2 separate regions of the Mus musculus genome follow, and region 1 is linked to region 2. A link is a contact called in public HiChIP or PLAC-seq data. All regions are on one chromosome and are shown on one strand. The core of a region is the stretch at or near the end of the contact, and the rest is flanking DNA. Distances in the headings are between cores, read along the strand shown. Region 1 overlaps Ripor2 (RHO family interacting cell polarization regulator 2). Region 2 overlaps Cmah (cytidine monophospho-N-acetylneuraminic acid hydroxylase).

What was found. HiChIP or PLAC-seq counts read pairs in DNA pulled down with a chosen protein or histone mark.
Region 1: an H3K27ac HiChIP or PLAC-seq map of double positive thymocytes shows a contact between it and region 2, with 6 read pairs. The contact joins two enhancer-like sites.

What each region holds. Positions count from the first base shown.
Region 1 is chr13:24,708,586-24,711,617 of GRCm38.p6, reverse strand. Ripor2 (RHO family interacting cell polarization regulator 2) reads right to left here. Exons shown (of 23, transcript NM_029679.2): 16 at 1,327-1,495. Among named protein-coding and RNA genes, the nearest start is that of Armh2, 31 kb to the left of the region's middle. Within about 2 kb of position 1,732, at least 16 of the 459 cell types and tissues checked have an H3K27ac peak or open chromatin away from gene starts, as enhancers often do. A contact at or near this core is called in double positive thymocytes, where this site is marked.
Region 2 is chr13:24,385,284-24,388,184 of GRCm38.p6, reverse strand. All of the region lies in intron 1 of Cmah (cytidine monophospho-N-acetylneuraminic acid hydroxylase), which reads right to left. Among named protein-coding and RNA genes, the nearest start is that of Gm11342, 11 kb to the right of the region's middle. Within about 2 kb of position 1,649, at least 8 of the 459 cell types and tissues checked have an H3K27ac peak or open chromatin away from gene starts, as enhancers often do. A contact at or near this core is called in double positive thymocytes, where this site is marked.

The sequences.
Region 1 (3,032 bases), core at 483-2,982, 320 kb before region 2:
AGGATGCTCTGGCTATAGCAGAAATACTCAACAGCTCTGCACATAGACAGGGCTCAGGTCTGGCCAGAGGCAAGGATTTTGACAGCCAGCCCATTTCCCACAGCACCTCCATGCCTCCGTTTTCCCATCAGGTGCTTCCTTCCTTTGAGGCAATGTCTTGCTATGTAGCCCAGGTTTTGTCTTGAACTCTGGATCCTCCTATGTCTATCTGCCCAGTCCTGGGATTATATGTGTGTTCCACTATGCTCAGAAAGCTATTTGTTTGCTAGAGAAAGTCATCTTCTTCTATGTTTTCTATAACTGTGTGCCTAGTGCTGTCCAGCCCCTGGGAAGCCCAGCCCCGGGCCCTCCCTCTGTTCTCTCCCTGCCTCCTGGGTTTTGGCTGGCACAGGGTCACCCTTCCTCTTCTCACCGCAGCCTGTCTCAGGGGCCGATTTCTGTAAAGCTGCGGTTACAACAATTGCTTGTGTGTTCCTTCCTGCTTCACGTACACCCAAGCCATCTGGGAACAGATCACAGCAGGGAGAATACAAGCAGCCAGGCAAGGAGGAAGCCCTTAAGTCCAGGCCTCTGGGAAAGTGCCCCATTCGGGACAGCTGAGAGCCCGTGAAAGGCCTTCCATGCTTTTGCTTCTGGGGCTGTAACACCTCAGGTGGTAAACAGATTTACCCATGGTGTTCCAGTGAGAGCACTGAGTGGTGAGGGGATAGATAACCTGGAGGAATGATCCTTCCCGTTGCTCTTTAAAATTACTACTCCAAGCCGGCCTGCAACCCTGGCTCTTGGGAGGTAGCAGCAGGAGGGTCAAGAGTTCAAGACTAGCCTCAGCTATACAGTGGGTTCGAGAGACAGCTTGGCTTGCATAAGACCCTGTTTTAAACAGAAGAAACTTTCTCATTTACCATTTGGGGAGCCATAATCTGCTTCTGTAGTACATTGCTGTTAGCCCAACATGTGGTGGGCTGTGAACTAGACATTCCATAATATCTATCTAGTTAACACTGTTCTCCAGCTCTGCCTATGGACGGCACCTTCGTCTTCTTCTGTTGAATCCCTCTCCTTTACTGCCTGGTGCTTTGGATGTGAGCACTGGCCATACTCTGCCCGGTAACCACTATAGACTGCAGATCTAGGTTTAACGTGAAGTTGAAAACCCAGGCTTAAGAAAGGGTTAGATGTGTCCATCAAGGTTTTGACTTGGTTCAAATCAAAACAGCCGCATGCTCTTACTTCTGAACTCTCATTTCCTTGGCAAAGCTAAGACACACGCTATGCACACCTTTCTGTCACGTCAGCGCCCCTCCTCCCCCACGTTACACATCCTACCTGGATGAGCTGGGTGCAGTATTGTAGATGTTTGACTATGGTGATGTCCAGGCTCTCATTTCCTGTGGTGAGTGGGAGCGGGCTTCCTGCCACACTGGTGCCTACACCTGTGTCTTCAGTCAGAGCCTCGCTAAGGTGACCCCTGGCTTCCGGGTGAACTGACCTGTAACTGAAAGAGGAAGGCAGGTGAAACACGAGCTCTTTTTTTTCTGTGCACAAACCACAGGCCAAGTTTAACGTGGTCCCCACTGAAATCTGTCCTTCCCTGGTTTGCTCTCAAAAGCAGGGGTACCTTTCTAAAATAACTTATTTCAGCTCGGTTGCCAATTTGCCTAAGTATCAAAAGACCAGGCAAACAAAGGCTGCTGTTTGTCTTCTGAGCACAATGAGCTCTTTGTGAAGTAGCTTCCCTGAGAAGGCTTTGAACTGTGCCCTCATGCTGCACCTGCTGCGCTTGCCCACCCTGTAGGCAGGGGTTCTGCCAGCTTCCCTGGGAATCAACAGTCCTGCTTGTGGGCTTCTATGAGTGATCCCATTAAAGAGTAATCTCAAAGGCTGGCTCAGCAGGTAAGAGCACTGACTGCTCTACTGAAGGTTCCGAGTTCAAATCCCAGCAACCACATGGTGGCTCACAACCACCCTTAATGAGATCTGAAGCCCTCTTCTGGTGTGTCTGAAGTCAGCTACAGTGTACTTATGTATAATAATAAAAGTAAATAAATAAAAAAAAGTAATCTCGCAGGCCTTGCCATGGCCTCATACCAACTGCTACTCTAAGACAAGGAAAAAAAAGCTGCAGAGGGCTGCTGCTGGGTGACAGTGCTGTGACAGGCAGACACCAGAAGGGGAGTGTGGCTGTGCAGCTCTCTGCTCTGTCCTGTTTCTCCTGCTCTCTTTAAACCTACTGTCACACTGTCTGAAATTATCCACTGTCACACTGTGAAGTCATACCATCACGGACACTCTCATTTTAAAGTTTCACATGTTATCTAATTTTCTTTCTTCCCTTCTCTTTCTGAGACATGGCCCTGAGTTGCCTCGTCCCCACTAAGTGCCTCTAAGTGCTGGGATTACAGCTGGATTTCACTACGGCCAGTTTATTCTTTTTCCAATTGGCATATATTTTGTTATATTTTATGGTTTCAAGTTTACAAATAAGTCTTTTATTTATTTGGGTTATTTGATTATTGTATGATCTGGGTACATAGAATTTTAAAAATGAATTTCTTTTCTTTCTTTCTTTCTTTCTTTCTTATTTATTTATTCATTTATTTTTTTATTTTTATGACATGGTTTCCTTGTGTAGCTCTGGCTGTCCTAGAACTTGCACTGTAGTTCGGGCTGGCCTCTACCACATAGAAATCAGCCTGCCTCTGCCTTCTGAGTGACGGCAGCGTGTGCCACCACTACCCAGTGAATTCCTTTCTTTTTAAATATAAACTTCATTATAAGAGCCTTGTAAATTAAACCATTATACACCAAAATTAACCAGACCTAAAGTCTATATATCTCAATGAAGTAGGATAGGAATCCTGGTGCTGTGGGCTTTACACACAATGCAACTATTGTTTACTATTGAATGCATTTATATGCACCTATCCATCACCCAAACTGAAAAATCCATAAGAGAGGTAGAACTACAAACACCTACTGCTTTATCTGTTATAGCAAAGGACTGGCACCAAGCTAGTTGTCCATCAGTAGAT
Region 2 (2,901 bases), core at 400-2,899:
TATTGAATGGATCACAGGGCCCCCAATGGAGGAGCTAGAGAAAGTACACAAGGAGCTAAAGGGATCTGCAACCCTGTAGGTGCAACATTATGAACTAACCAGTACCCCGGAGCTCTTGACTCTAGCTGCATATATATCAAAAGATGGCCTAGTCGGCCATCACTGGAAAGAGAGGCCCATTGGACTTGCAAACTTTATATGCCCAGTACAGGGGAACGCCAGGGCCAAAAAATGGGAATGGGTGGGTAGGGGGTTGGGGGGAGTGGGAGGCTTTTGGGATAGCATTGGAAATGTAATTGAGGAAAATATGTAATAAAAAAAATTTTAAAAAGAAGAAATAAATGTTTGGGTAGAAGAAAAAAAAGAGGAAGACTAGGCATGTAAGGATAATTAGCTGCTGGGAATAACACATTGAATCCCCATCGTAAAAATACAGCTCCATCAGATTTTAATAAAGGAAACGGAAAACTTGGCAAAGTGTATTAAAGGCAGAAACCTTCTGAATTCCCAGAAATGGGAAGACAAATTTTGTGACTTTTTTTTTACTTAGCTTATTTATCAAAAGGACAAGGATGACAATGGGATTCAGAAAAGGGAGCTCAGACAGCCAGGATGTGGGGATGAGGGTGGAGGCCTCTTAAGAACAAGCTGATGCTCTCTAGGGGACTAGGATTCCAAGCCTTCTCCCCTTCCCCACTCCCCAGGCCTCATCAAAGTGTGCCACCAAGGTTGAATAGTACCAGTGCCATTTAGGGAGCACAGAAGAAAGAGCTGCATTCATGTCTGGACCAGGATGAGGTGCGGGGAAGTGGGTGTGAGTGTGAGATCACCTGTTGGGGTACACTATGTGTTGGGGCACACTTCCTCACCTTCGGAAAGCACTCACTGATTGGTTTAATAAGGAGCCAATGGCCAATAACTAGGCAGGAAAGGGAAGATGGGTCTTCCAGGCTGAGAGAGGGTCTCTGGGAGAAGAATCTGGCTGGGGAAGCTTTGCTAGTGTCACATGGAGGCGGAAGGAACGGAGCTGGGACTGAGGGAGAGGTGACAGGACGTGGGGCAGGGCTTAGGCCAGGAATAGTAGGGTTTAATTTGTATGAACTAGCTGGGAGTCTACCCAGCTATACTGTCTAAGCTTTCATAAATATTAAGAAGTCCTTAGGTTGTTATTTAGAGCTGGCGGATCCAAAATCAGCCTGGTGATAGTCACCAACCAGAGAGAAACCAGAGCCAGGGCACCCAAGACATACAAAAGTCACTCAGAACTGAAAACAAAAACAGTGTAGTGGGTGCGATGGTGTATACCTGAACCCACTGCACTCCAGAGGTGAAGGCAGGGGGGTGAAGAGCTCAAGACCAGCTACATAGTGACTTTTTGAGGTGATCCTGGGCTGCATAAGACCCCAAAATAAATTAAATAAATAAATAGAATAAGCATTGCATTTCCTACTGCAGATGAAATGTAGAATTATAAATTTTCTTGAAATCTCCCAGGAAAGGGGGTTTTATAAGTGAAGCAGGAGCAGTAAAGGAAAAAAAAAAAGAGAGAAAATAAAACAAATTCTTGAAAGTTATGATAGTCAAGGCAAATCCAGGGGACATCAAAGACTTAAGTAGCAGAGACGCCAACACCAAGCTTAGCAGCAGGAAGGAGCACCTGGATCCATGGTTTGTACAGGGGCGTTCAGAGAACACAGAAAGGCAAATGAAGACAGGGTTAGGGAAACCACAGGAGAACATTTCTTTACCTGGAGAAAAACTCCAGTTCTCAGTCAATGGACCTAATAATTGTTTCGAAAGAACAATGAGAAAAGTTATATGCTGATGACTGACACCACCCCCTTCTCCCAAAGTGCCAAGTAATCCTACACACTAGGCCTGATAGTTAGTTCATGCCTATAGTCCCAGCACTTAGCAAACTGAGACAGGAGTTTGAGTTTGAGGCCAGCCTGGTCTACATATTAAACTCAAGTCCAGCCCAGGATACACAGTGAGTTCTAGGGTAAGCCAGAAGTACATAGAAATACTTTGCCTTTAAAATAAATAAACAAACAAACAAACAAACAAACCAAACCAAACCCCAAAACAAAAGCAAAACCAAGAAGATGAAGGAGTGAAGAGGAGAGGAGAGGAAGGAAGAGGGAGAAGAGGAGGAGGAGAGGAAGGACAAGGAGACACTGTCCGCTCCATTCACCTCCCACAAACTAACACAAAGAAAGTGCTCTGAGACATCTAGTTTGTCTAGTCTGCAAGCCTGGGGTGCTGCTAAGGGGACTCCCAGGGAGAACCCCCTCCCCTGCCATGTGCCCAGCTCCCTCCCATGCCACAGGCCCACCCCCGCCTTACTGTGTGATAAGATGAAAATAATCTAAAGGCTTATTTACTCCGCCAGTAAAGAGAGGTGGTGTTATGTGCAGAACCTGCTGGGAAGATCCAGAGATATTTCTGAAACCTCCAAAATGAGAACTTTAGCCCATTTGGGCTGGTGCAGGGTAGATGATCCTGCTCTTGCATTAGTCTAAAGAGAGAGCATCCATTCACAAAAGAAGAATGGCCAAGCACTGGCACTCCTCCCAAAGTCAAACACAGAAGTTGGCAGACCATTGCACTGCATGCATCTCTCATCTGTTTTCCTTAAAAACTCAGTCATGTTATGTGGATGTGTTTTGTTTTAATCCCAAGTGTGGGATATGGGGCCACTTCAGAGTCCAAAGCAACTGACTATGATTTGCCTCATGCTTTGGCAGGGGCATGCTTTTGCCAGCTGAAGATAGTGTAAGTTTGGAACTCTGGGGATTCTTGTAAGGGCTTAAAAATTCCAGAGTCACGAAGGCTGCTGCAGCTGCTGCTGGTCCTGGCTGCTGCTGCTTTTGCAGGCTGTTGATTTCTGTTTTGATTTCT